4 separate regions of the Mus musculus genome follow, and all the other regions are linked to region 1. A link is a contact called in public HiCAR-type and promoter capture Hi-C data. All regions are on one chromosome and are shown on one strand. Each heading gives the region's core, a stretch centred on a gene start, on an enhancer-like site or on the middle of the called end of the contact. The rest is flanking DNA. Distances are from core to core; before and after follow the strand shown. Region 1 holds the start of Rab8a (RAB8A, member RAS oncogene family). Region 2 holds the start of Arrdc2 (arrestin domain containing 2). Region 3 holds the start of Ccdc124 (coiled-coil domain containing 124). Region 4 holds the start of Lsm4 (LSM4 homolog, U6 small nuclear RNA and mRNA degradation associated).

Region 1 (2,700 bases), core at 51-2,550:
GATGGCACCCAGGGTTCCAACAATGGAACCACATCCTGACTAGGGATAAACCAAGCCTAGTGACTATTCTCTTGTTTCAGGACCATACACCATCCAGGTCACTCTGTTTGGCAGGATTTACTTCCAGGTAACACTCAATGTGAGCCATGACTATTCATGGTAAGGAGCATGGTCAGCACCATTTTTGACGTCAGAACTGGGGCCATCACAAGCCAATTCTGTTCAACTGTGCCGTGAGGCAGCCCTGGGGAAAAGCTGTTCAGGTGGTGTTCTTGGCCCAGTGAAAGGAAGTCAGTCAAGGCTGCACGTAGCCATGGCTGGACTTAGTTTCTTACTGGAACTTTTTCTCTTGTATTCCCACCAGGATGACAGATACTGTCACCATTCCTCAGAGAGAAGGCAGGAGGACTTTGGGTTGGAGTCCTGACTTAGATGTGGATCAGTGGTGCTGGTCCTTTGAAGCTCTGGAACAGCTGAACCTTGAATTTTGGAGTCAGACACACCTGGGTTCAAATCTCATCCCTAATACCTGTAGACTGTGACCTTCAGTGCGTGCCGCACCCTCCCTCAGTTTCAAATTCCTCCTCCAGGGACAAAGCACCCATCACGAGTACACTACAGATTTGATACTGCACATGCCAAGCTTGCCACATAGGAAACTACGAGGTCAGGTGTCACCTCCATGCCTCAGTTTCCACTTTTGGAAGACGGGGGTCTCCCCGGAAGAACAGTGTAGAGGTCTGATGTAAAGACACAGAGAGTTGACAGGCGCCAGGACCCCAGGGCAGGCTCTTCCTCAGACTGCAGCCTGCATGTCCCTGTCTGCACCTTGGTCTCCGGCGCCCGCCAGGGTCCCGGCCTGGACTCCCTGGCGGGAGGTGGAGGCCGCTGCGGTTCTCTGTCCAGCCCCGTGACCCTCCCGGATCCTCGGCCCGAGTGGATCCTGAGTCGATCCCTCAGCCCAGCCCCATAGGGGCGCGTCCAGCCCTGGTCACCGGCCGCCCAAGGCCCCGCTACCTATGGTAGAGATGAATGTGGAGTTGAAGGCGTCCTCGGAGAAGCGGAACAGGACACAGGTCTTCCCTACCCCCGAGTCCCCGATCAGCAGCAGCTTGAACAGGTAATCGTAGGTCTTCGCCATATTACACTCTCTCCCCGACGGGAAGTACGGCCGGCGCCTCGCCACTGGTCGCTGGACCCGTCTATCATCTCAGATCCCGCCCCCTATTGGCCCCCTGCCCGCCGCGCATCATCCAGGCCTACGCCCGCCACCCGGAGCCCCGCCTGTCGCAGAGAGCCCAGGGGAAAAAGGCGAAAGCGGCGCAGAGCCGGAAGCAGCCGACTGCACAGCCCATTGGTTGACGCTTGGTATAGGGAGGTTTGTTATTGGCTAGTGCTGGAGAGTCGAGGGTGAGGGCGTCAAATGACCAGCGATGGGTGTGGTCACATCTTGACCCCGCCTTCCCGTGCGCGCCTTCTCCTCAGCCCTTCAGCGTCCAGGCCCTGCCCCCGACAGGAGGGACCCCAACAATTCCGCGCGCTGGTTGATGAGAGAGTGGGAGGGACGGGCTTGGTGAACAGGCGCAAGCGTACTGGGAAGACGGTTGGCTCTGGCAGAGAGCGCACGCGCGCAGAGAACGCCTCGTGTTTCCCGCCTTCTCTGCCTGCGCAGCAGCAGCCGTAGCCGCAGCCGGCGCTGAGGCGAAGCGCAGGAAGTACCTGTGGTAATGCTTCTGAGGAGGATTTTCGGCGGTGCAAAAGTGGCGCGGGTTAAGATGTGCTGCAGACTCGCTCCTCGGCCTTGGCGCCCACCATTGGACTTACTTAGGTGCTGTACAGGCAAGCCGGCCATTGCCGTGAGCGATCCCAGGGCTTCAGCGCCGGTAGGGCTATGTTATCATTTCCAAGTAATGGCAGCGTTTTTTGTTTTGTTTTGTTTTGTTTTCTTTTCTGTGCTTGCGGGTGCTATCTATACTTAAAAATAAGTCAAGGTCCTTCACCCCACACCAGCCCGGCTTGGTAGGTAATCTTTTCCTCGTTTTATGGTAAGTATACTGAAGACAGGTGAAGTGACTTTCCTAGGTTTCAGAGTAGCATTTTTTTTTCCCTTCTGTTTTTTAATATGTTGAGGTGTAGTCCCGGAGTAACGGGAGAACAGTGACAAAATAAAATAAAGCCACATTAAGATAAACATCTGAGGGCTGGAGAGATGGCTCAGCGGTTAAGACTACTCTTCCAGAGGCCTTGAGTTCAATACCCAGCAACCACATGGTGCCTCATAACCATCTGTAATGGAATCCAGTGCCCCCTTTTGGTGTGTCTGAAGACAACTACAGTGTACTCAAATCTTAAAAAGAAAAAAGGAGTGGGGGGGGGTGGATAGATGGCTCAGTGTTTAAGAGCACTTACTGATCTTCCAGAGGTCCTGAATTACATGGTGGCTCACAATCATCAGTAATGAGATCTGATGCCCTCTTCTGGGGTGTCTAAAGACAGCTACAGTGTACTTACATATAATAAATAAATTAAAAAAAAAAAGATCTGAGTTGCTGACTACATGGCTCAGCCAGTAAAGTAAGTCATTTGTTGCTAAATCTGAGGATTGTATTCAATTCCTGGGCATACTTACTGGAAAGAGATCCAACTCCTGCAAGTTGTCCTTTGGAACCTCCACCCCACCCCTAAGATATAAATCTGTGG
Region 2 (2,768 bases), core at 219-2,718, 1.3 Mb after region 1:
TCCTGTTACATTCCAGAAGGGTCTCCCTATCCCCAGGTACACTGCAGCCCTTGACTCAAAATATCAGAGTCTCCTGGATTTGCTGCCTATGCACGGCAATCCCTTTCTGGATCTGAGGGACTAAGTTCCCCTAGGCCTTATGGAAGTGGAAATTGAGGCACATCCTCCTTGTCCCTTGCCAGGGTCCTTTAGGTTGAATGGGGGTGCCCAATGCGGGGGGGGGGGGAAAGGACCAACACTTCCCTGTCCCCACCAATTCGCATCGCCGGAAACAATGGGCCTGAAAAAAGGTGCCCCAGATAGGTCTGCAGGCGGCAGCGAGTTGATGATTAAGCTGGGAGGTTCTGGCCTAGTGGACACACCTGCGAACCCAGCATCTAAGAGGCTGACACCGGAGTTCCATTGCCTTGAGTTCCCGGGCAGCCTGGGTTACAGTGTGAGATCCTGTCTGAAAACATAAGAAAAAGCCAGGCCGGGCAGGAGAGATGGCTCAGTGGCTAAGAGCACAGACTGCTCTTCCAGAGATCCTGAGTTCAATTCCCAGGAACCACACAGTGGCTCACAGCCATCTGTAATGGCTCTCTTCTGGTGTGTCTGAAGACAGCTACAGTGTACTCATATACATATACAAATAAATAAATCTTTTTTTTTTTAAGTTTAAGAAACAGTCAGGTACTAAGGCAAACGCCTATCAAGTCAGCTCTGGAAGACTGGTGGAGGATGGCAAATTCAACATCGGGCTTGGTTAGAGTACGAGATGCATTGGAGGCTATGTGAGACTTGGCCTCAGAAGAAAATAAAGCTTTCGGGTTCAGAAATCCGATTTGAGCTTTAATTCCAGCACTCGGGAAGCAGTGGCAACCTCGCCTCTATGAGTTCAAGGCCAGCCTGGTCTACACAGTGAGTTCCAGACTAGCCAAGGGAACACAAAACTACTGGCCAATCTTGTAAACAGAAGCAGGGGGACTGTCTCAAGTCCCAGGTAAGTTTGGGCTACATGAGAACCCGTCTCAAAAAGCAACAGAAAAAAAAAATAGTGACAGTTGTCACGCTGGGTGACTAAGACCAGTTTCCCTATTCCTGGGCTTCCTTGTTTGTGTATTTGCGAGACCTAAGGCGGCAGAGCCGCGCTGCAGCACCTCCCACTTAGGCTCCGGTTCAGAACCAAGCAAGGGTTATTTTGTCTGGAGCCTCGTGAGGCCACGCCCCACCGCGCTATTGGTGAAGTTCTTTCCGGTAGGCGAGGCTTTCTCTAACGCCCCGCCCCGCCCCGCCCCTCGATGCTACTGACTTTCTCGCAGGAGCTGATTTTGCCCCCTCAGACCACGCCCTTCACACGCTATTGGCCTGGTCCCTTGTAGGGGGGGGAGCTTTCTATCAGGCCACCGCCCTCGTGGAGCCTTTGGCCTAATTCTCTCAGCAGAACCAGGCTTTTTCAGGCCCCGCCTCCTCAGCGCGCTATTGGTGGAGTCTTCTCCTGAAGGTGTGGCTTTCTCCTCAGGCCATTCCTTCGCCGCGCTATTGGCCTAGTCTTTTCTGGGGTCCCGTTCCCTACTGCTGTGTTTGCGGAGTCTCTTCCGGTAGGTGCGGTCTTCTCCTCAGGCCCCGCCCTCCAACCGTCCTATAAGTGCGACGCAGCTGCGGGTCCCCAGCGGTCTTCCGTCCTGTTGTCCCGCTTGTGTGTGTACGTAGTTCGAGCCCGCTGCGTTCGCAGTCTCTAGCTCTTTCTTTTCGCGGGTTCGAGCACCTGGCCGATCTCTTTTTTGGGTTCGCGACCGTCACCGCAATGCTGTTCGATAAGGTGAAGGCGTTCGTAGTAGAGATAGACGGGGCGCGCACGGGCACCGAGCCCGTGTTCCACGGAGGCCAGGCCGTGGCAGGCCGGGTACTGTTGGAGCTTGCGGGCGCGGCACGCGTGGGCGCGCTCAGGCTGCGCGCTCGGGGCCGCGCGCGCGCGCACTGGACGGAGTCGCGCAGCGCGGGCTCCAGCACTGCTTATACTCAGAGTTACAGCGAGCGCGTGGAAGTCGTGAACCACCGCGCCACGCTGCTCGCGCCAGGTACGGGCTGGGGACCTTTTGGGGCGCACCGAGCATGCGATTCCCAGGCCTACGTCCGCTGAGCCCCGGGTCTTGTTCCTAGACTCGGGGGATATCGCCACGCTTCCCGCTGGACGCCACGAGTTTCCCTTCAGCTTCCAGCTGCCTATGTAAGCCCCACTGTCGCCTTCTGGCTGGGCATCTAGGGTTCCCTCAGCCCTGACTTCTCGGGACATCCCTCTTGTATGCCCTTCACCCCACTATCTCCTGATAGTGATCCTCTGATTACCCACTCTTGCCACCCCAGCTCCCTGGTGACATCCTTCGAGGGCAAACACGGCAGCGTCCGCTATTCCATCAAAGCCACTCTGCACCGGCCATGGGTCCCTGCACGCTGCGCCCGGAAGGTGTTCACTGTCATTGAACCTGTGGACATAAACACACCTGCCCTGCTGGCAAGTGGCTGCCCCATGGGGGTTGGGGTCCAGCCTGGCTGCTTGACACCTTTTAGATTTGAGGGTCTCAAATGACCTCTGTAACAGGGAGCCAGGAGTTAGTGGTGAGTTTAAAACCCACTATAGGTAAGTGCAAATTCTGAGGGTGCTCACCTGCTGTGTGCCTCTGGGAAGGTATCTTGCTCTTTCCCAGCCTCAGATACCCCATTTGGAAAGCAGGATATGATAGGGCTATTTTTGTTTTTGTGTTTGCTTTTGTCTTTACTGGTTTTGG
Region 3 (2,799 bases), core at 205-2,704, 1.3 Mb after region 1:
ACCCAGTGCTACCACACCAGGTACTGTTCAGCTAATTTTTTCCTGTGATCCTCATACAATTGGAACCTATTCATAGCAACAGAAGTACTGTGTGCTGGGCTCAACAGGAGGCCATCCTCCTCTGGGGTCCGTGCAGTCACTGCAGAGGCTGATCACCTGCAAAAGGCCCAAGAAAGCCAACATTAGCAGTCCACAAACTGAAACACCACGCCGAGAGTTGTGTGCCTTTCCTTTTGTGCTTCTCAAAGTCCACCACACGGACGGGGAGCCAGCTCCGGCTGCTGTTAGGGTGAGGATGGGGCAGCGCCTCTTCCCGCAAAGCCATCTTTCCTGCTCTGCATTCCCGCTCACAGTAATAGACTCCTCGAACTGAACCTTCTGCTTTCTTTCCTACAGGGCCATGCCTGCCATTCCAGCGCCTGGGACAATGAGGCAGGGGGACCAGTTCAGGGTCATTCACGGCTCCAGAAACTCCAAGGATGACCGGATGTGGCAGTAACTGTGTCAGAGATGCACAAAATCCTAAGTATTGCAGACTAAGATGAAGTTAATCGTCAATGAAGCAACAGAAGCATCAAAAAAGAACTAGGGGAGGGGGGAGTAAAGAAAAGCAAAAGATTAAGCAGTGCCAGTCGGCTTCAGCAACAAGGCGGGGGCTGACTCGGGCAGCAGCGGACGCCGAGCAGCTGGGATCTCTCTGTGTAGCCCTGGCTGTCCTGGAACTCACTCTCTGTAGACCAGGTTGGCCTCGAACTCAGAAATCCGCCTGCCTCTGCTTCCCGAGTGCTGGGATTAAAGGCGTGCGCCACCACCGCCCCGCGCCGGCTTGTGATTTATTTAGCAATTCAGTTATGTTCAATTATTTTTGAGATAGTGTCACTTTCGGCCTAGGTCTGCAGTCAGTCCTTCTGCTTCGGGCCCCATAGTGCTGGAATGAATGACACCATGACGGCCATGTCGGTTGCATTTAGTCTAATCCAACTTCTACTCCGTCTGACCCTCAGTTTCCCGACTCAGACAGGGCAAGGGATGTCTTCTCACTTTTGCCCTGAGTTGGAGGAGCCATTGGCCTGACAAAGAGCCCAGAGCAGCCAGGCCCGCACCCCGGGTGGGCCACTGACGCCCCCTGGTGGCACAGCAACCACATCCCGGCCGTCGCCACAGGGCTGGGGCCGGCCTCCCCATCTTTTCTCCGGGCAGCGGCCATCTTGGTGAGGTCACCGTTATGGAGTTTAGCGTTTATCTTCCGTTTTTGTTCACCAATATCTGAGATGGGCCGATAACGTGTTATTCTTGAAAACATTTTGCTTGGAAAGAAGGAGAGCTGGCAACACTGGTTTAGTATTTTGGCTCAGAGAAAAACTCCTACAGACTCTACCAAGATGGCGGCATTCGAGAACGTCATGAGTAGAGCGCCACCGAAAGTTGAGTACGCAGGCGCGGCGACGTCATTGACACGCGACCGAGCCGGTGCCGGGGGAAGAGGTAGGAACGGCTGTGGCGCGGGCGGAGCCGGGTTGCGGGGCACGCTGGGCGGGCGCGGCTCGGCCTGGGGGTCCTGCCGGCGGGAAGGCGGAACTGGAGATGGGGTGCCCGGTGGTGGGTGCTCCCAGCGCGCAGGCGCAGAAGCTCGCGGGGAGTTCAGCCAGTTTCCGGCCCAGGTCGAGCCGGGAGGGCTTCCTGGAGGAGGAGGAGTAGGAGTTTTCTGTCACTTTCCTCCTGCCGCGCGGCCTGGCAGTCATGGGGAACCACGTAGGCACTTTTCGAAGGGGATTATTTAGAGTCCTGGGCTCATTTTGTAGTCTAGGCTGCCTCGAACTCAGTGTAATTCTCCTACTTCAGCATTGCTAAGTGCTGGAATCACAGGCGTGGGCCCACGATGCCCGGCCTCGGACCCTAGGTAGGTCCGGAAACTGAGGTGGTGGTGCGGATCTGATCAGGTCCCTAGTGAGGAGGGTCCTTTGCTGTCCGTGCTCGCGGACTCCTTAATGCCCCCAACTTGCTGATGACGATGGTTTGTTAAATGACATATATACAGTAGACATTCAGTCAGGAAGATTCTGAGTTCCAGGATAGCCTGGGCAAGATACCGAGGCTCTTTCTGGATACAAATGACTCCGGATACCCACTCCACACCCACACACCCACAACGCCACCACCAAATGCCTTAAAGAGAAATTTCCGGTCTGGGAACGTCAGGAGCTCTTGGTCGGCCTTCTCTGGTGCTACACCTGAACTGGTTTCTTTCTTTCTTTCTTTCTTTCTTTCTTTCTTTCTTCCTTTCTTTCTTTCTTTCTTTCTTTCTTTCTTTCTTTCTTTCTTTCTTTCTTTCTTTCTTTCTTTCTTTCTTTCTTTCTTTCTTTCTTTCTTTCTTTCTTTCTTTCTTTCTTTCTTTCTTTCAAGATTTATTTATTATATGTGTGTACACTGTAGCTGTCTTCAGACACTCCAGAAGAGGGCATCAGATTTTTGTTACGGATGGTTGTGAGCCACCATGTGGTTGCTGGGATTTGAACTCAGGACCTTTGGAAGAGCAGTCAGTGCTCTTAACCACTGAGCCATCTCACCAGCACCCTGGTTTGTTTCTTGAGGGATGCTCTGTATGGCCTAGGCTGGCCTGGAGCTTAGAGGTATCCACCTGTCCCAGCGTGGCAGCCATGCCTCTAGTCCCAGCCAGCCTTGCCCTGAAGTTTCAGCAGGAGTTTATTGGGTTAGAAGAGAAACATGAGCCCAGCATAATGCTGCATGCCTGTCATCCTGCTGAGGCAGGAGGATGGAAAGTTTCAGGCTGGGTGTGAG
Region 4 (2,804 bases), core at 179-2,678, 1.5 Mb after region 1:
CAGACAGGGAGGCTGGAGCTGGGATAGTCACAGGCTTTTGAGTGGAGGAGACATAGCTTTACACAGAGCAGCTGCAGGTGTTATAGCCACCCGTTCTGGAATCCAGTCCCAGCACCTCCCATTAGAGGAGCCAGTTCCAGGAAGGGAAATTCCTTCTCAGCCATCATCCAGACTCTCTGGGATCCAGTGTGTAGATGAGATAGCTAAAGAACCAAGTCTAGGGCTCTGAGTTCAGGAATGTTCAGCTGGGACACTCCTGTACCAGCCTGACCGCAGAGATATGGGAGTGTCTGTGCGCACCTGCATGAGGTGGGTGTCCAGTCCTGGACGCACCTGGCCATCCCTTCAGGAAGGCTCAGGGTACACCCAGTGGGGAGTGCTTACCTAGCATGTGTTAGGCCTAGAGTTCCTGCACCACAAAACCCAGGGTCATTCTGGAGTAAAGGCAGGGTCAGGAGTTCACAGTGATGCATGTATACAAATGGAGTTCAAAGGCAGCCTGGGCTATATGAGACCCTGCCTCACATCCTGACTCAAATGTGGAGTATACACGTGTCCTTTCCATACTCCAGTGACTGAAGCAAGAGGATCAGGAGTTTGAGGTTAGCCTGGATTATGTCAGTTCAGATCAGAAAGCCTAACCAAAAAACAAACCAAATATCCTACCATCAAGAACTGGGGAGATGGGAATATGTGGCTCTCCTCACTTAGGCCAACGCGCCCCTCGACAGAGCAGGGGGAAACCTGGCCTCCTTTACTTGTTTATGCCAGGTCTAAGAGTCCCCAAACTGAGGAGGCCTGAGCCTAAACTAGGAGAAAAAAAAAATCCTTTCTTCCTGAGCAAGACATGCTGTGTGTCCCAGGGAGAGAATCAACCCGCTCTCTGAGCTGGATTTCCAGCCAAAGGCGTGGGCAGCTGAGGTCAGACACCAGATAAGCATCAAGAGGGCAACGAAGCCCACGTGAGCCATTAAGCCCGCCCATTTCCCGGAAACGCAGCTTTCCTATCAATGACGGTGACAAGCCCCGGAAACGATCATAGTCCCTCTTCCGGTCGCAAAAACCGTGTCCATCAAGAGATAAATCCCCAACGGTGACCGTCTGGGGCCCTGGAGGGACACCGGTCACTCCGGCCTCAGTTTCCCCCATCTCTCAGCAGCCCGAAGACCCTGCGCGCGCCCCTCCGCCTCGCGGCCCTCACCATCTTCCCTGCAGCGATAACTTCCGCCGCGGCACAGACACACGCGCTCCCACCGGCGGCCCACCGCGCGCCCCAGACTGAAAAAGACTGGCAGAAACTATGACCAATCAGCGAGCAGCTCAACGGACATCTATCCAATCGGGACGGGCTAGGGCGGTACCTACGGAACAAGACGGACGGCCTCACCGTATTTCTACGGTGGGATTGAGAGGTAGCCGTAAAGTGCGACACTAGAACGACGCAAAAGGCCGCAGCACAAGTTACGCCCACTACGGGGTGTATGTTGGGAAAGGGCGCCTGCGCAGAGGTGCTCTCCTGGATCTGGTTCGGCGCCTAATTCGGCGCCACACTGTGGGCGAAGCTGGCTAATGCATGCGAGTCGCGCGGTGCCTATTTTGCGCTCCTAGCCTTTCATTCTTTGTTTTGTTTTGTTTTGTTTTCGAGACATTGCTTCTCTGTGTAGCTCTGGCTGTTCCTGGAACTCACTCTAGACCAGGCTGGCCTCGAACTCAGAAATCCGCCTGCCTCTGCCCACCAAGTGCTGGGATTAAAGGCGTGCGCCACCACTGCCCAGCTCTAGCCTTCCATTCTTGCCCTTATGGATCTCTTTGTCTTTACCAACTCAAATAGAATCTTTGAACACGAACGGCAGGTCTGGCGTTCCCTGGCGACAGGAAGTGAAAACAAATCTCTGGGATTTTCCTGTTTTGAGATGGGCTTCTGTGGCAGCTGAAGCTAGCCGATCATGAACTTGCATTAGACCCCGACTCGGCTTCTCCACTGCTGGATGGCCACTGTGGGCCATCAAGCTTTAATCCTTGCTTTAAAAAAAATCATTATCATTTTGGGAGGAACATAGTGTTTCTCTGTACATCCCTAGCTGGCCTTGAACACACAATGTAGACCAGGCTGGTATCGACCTTCCAGAGATCCTAGTGAGTGCTGGGATTGCAGGTGTGCACCACCATGGTTTAATGTGTCTTCTTGAGCTACAAATTCAGGTTCTCATGCTTGCCCAGTAGGGGTGCCAAAGAATGATATTCCGGACTCAAATAGTATGAAAACTCAAAGAGTGTCTTATTATGCAGAAGTTGAGCATGCTGGAGTCTCGAATTACCAAAATAGACACCCATGTTAACTTGGAGGTTTGATTTAAAGCACATTAGGAAATTCCGGGGCAGGTGACCTCTATGTTAATCTGTGAGGTCCATCTCTATGGACGTTCCATGGCAGGGCTGCGGGGGCTGGAAACTTACTGGGGAGGTCTGGAAACTGTTGCTTACCCATTGTCCTTGCCTCAGGCCAGGTGGTGGGGCAGCTTCTGAGGCCTGGACTTGTCTGGAATTGGCCAGTTCTTGGAAACAGATTTAGGCCACCTCTCCTTAACTGCCAGTTTGAAGCTTGTCATGAAGTCAGCCTAGCCTTCTCATCAGGAAGCATTTTTACCCATGGAGCCATCTCCTAGCCCTTCTATTTATTTTTATTTTCTTTGGCTACTGGTTATGGAATCAGAGCTCCACCCTGAGCTGTCCCAAGCAGGACAGCTGTTTGACCAAGCTGCTGAAAGGCCCTGGTACAGAATGTTAGCGATGAGTTCACTTGT

What was found. Promoter capture Hi-C pulls out the DNA fragments that hold promoters and counts their contacts. HiCAR-type assays count read pairs that join an accessible place to other places.
Region 2: a promoter capture Hi-C map of liver shows a contact between it and region 1, with 5 times the contacts expected there. The contact joins the promoter of Arrdc2 here to the promoter of Rab8a in region 1. A contact is called at or near these places in 3 of 39 promoter capture datasets (hippocampal neurons, liver and pre-B cells) and 1 of 115 datasets of contacts at active chromatin or transcription factors (astrocytes).
Region 3: a contact with region 1 is called in a HiCAR-type map of astrocytes, with 4 times the contacts expected there. The contact joins the promoter of Ccdc124 here to the promoter of Rab8a in region 1. A contact is called at or near these places in 1 of 39 promoter capture datasets (pre-B cells) and 2 of 115 datasets of contacts at active chromatin or transcription factors (astrocytes and embryonic hindbrain).
Region 4: a promoter capture Hi-C map of pre-B cells shows a contact between it and region 1, with 3 times the contacts expected there. The contact joins the promoter of Lsm4 here to the promoter of Rab8a in region 1. A contact is called at or near these places in 2 of 39 promoter capture datasets (liver and pre-B cells).

The regions. Positions count from the first base shown.
Region 1 is chr8:72,159,800-72,162,499 of GRCm38.p6, reverse strand. Rab8a (RAB8A, member RAS oncogene family) reads right to left here and starts at 1,300. Exons shown (of 8, transcript NM_023126.2): 1 at 1,018-1,300. The coding sequence starts at 1,141.
Region 2 is chr8:70,838,420-70,841,187 of GRCm38.p6, reverse strand. Arrdc2 (arrestin domain containing 2) reads left to right here and starts at 1,468. Exons shown (of 8, transcript NM_027560.1): 1 at 1,468-2,060; 2 at 2,143-2,209; 3 at 2,347-2,494. The coding sequence starts at 1,787.
Region 3 is chr8:70,872,145-70,874,943 of GRCm38.p6, reverse strand. Ccdc124 (coiled-coil domain containing 124) reads left to right here and starts at 1,454. Exons shown (of 5, transcript NM_026964.3): 1 at 1,454-1,485.
Region 4 is chr8:70,671,855-70,674,658 of GRCm38.p6, reverse strand. It overlaps Lsm4 (LSM4 homolog, U6 small nuclear RNA and mRNA degradation associated), which reads right to left and starts at 1,428. Exons shown (of 5, transcript NM_015816.4): 1 at 1,202-1,428. The coding sequence starts at 1,204.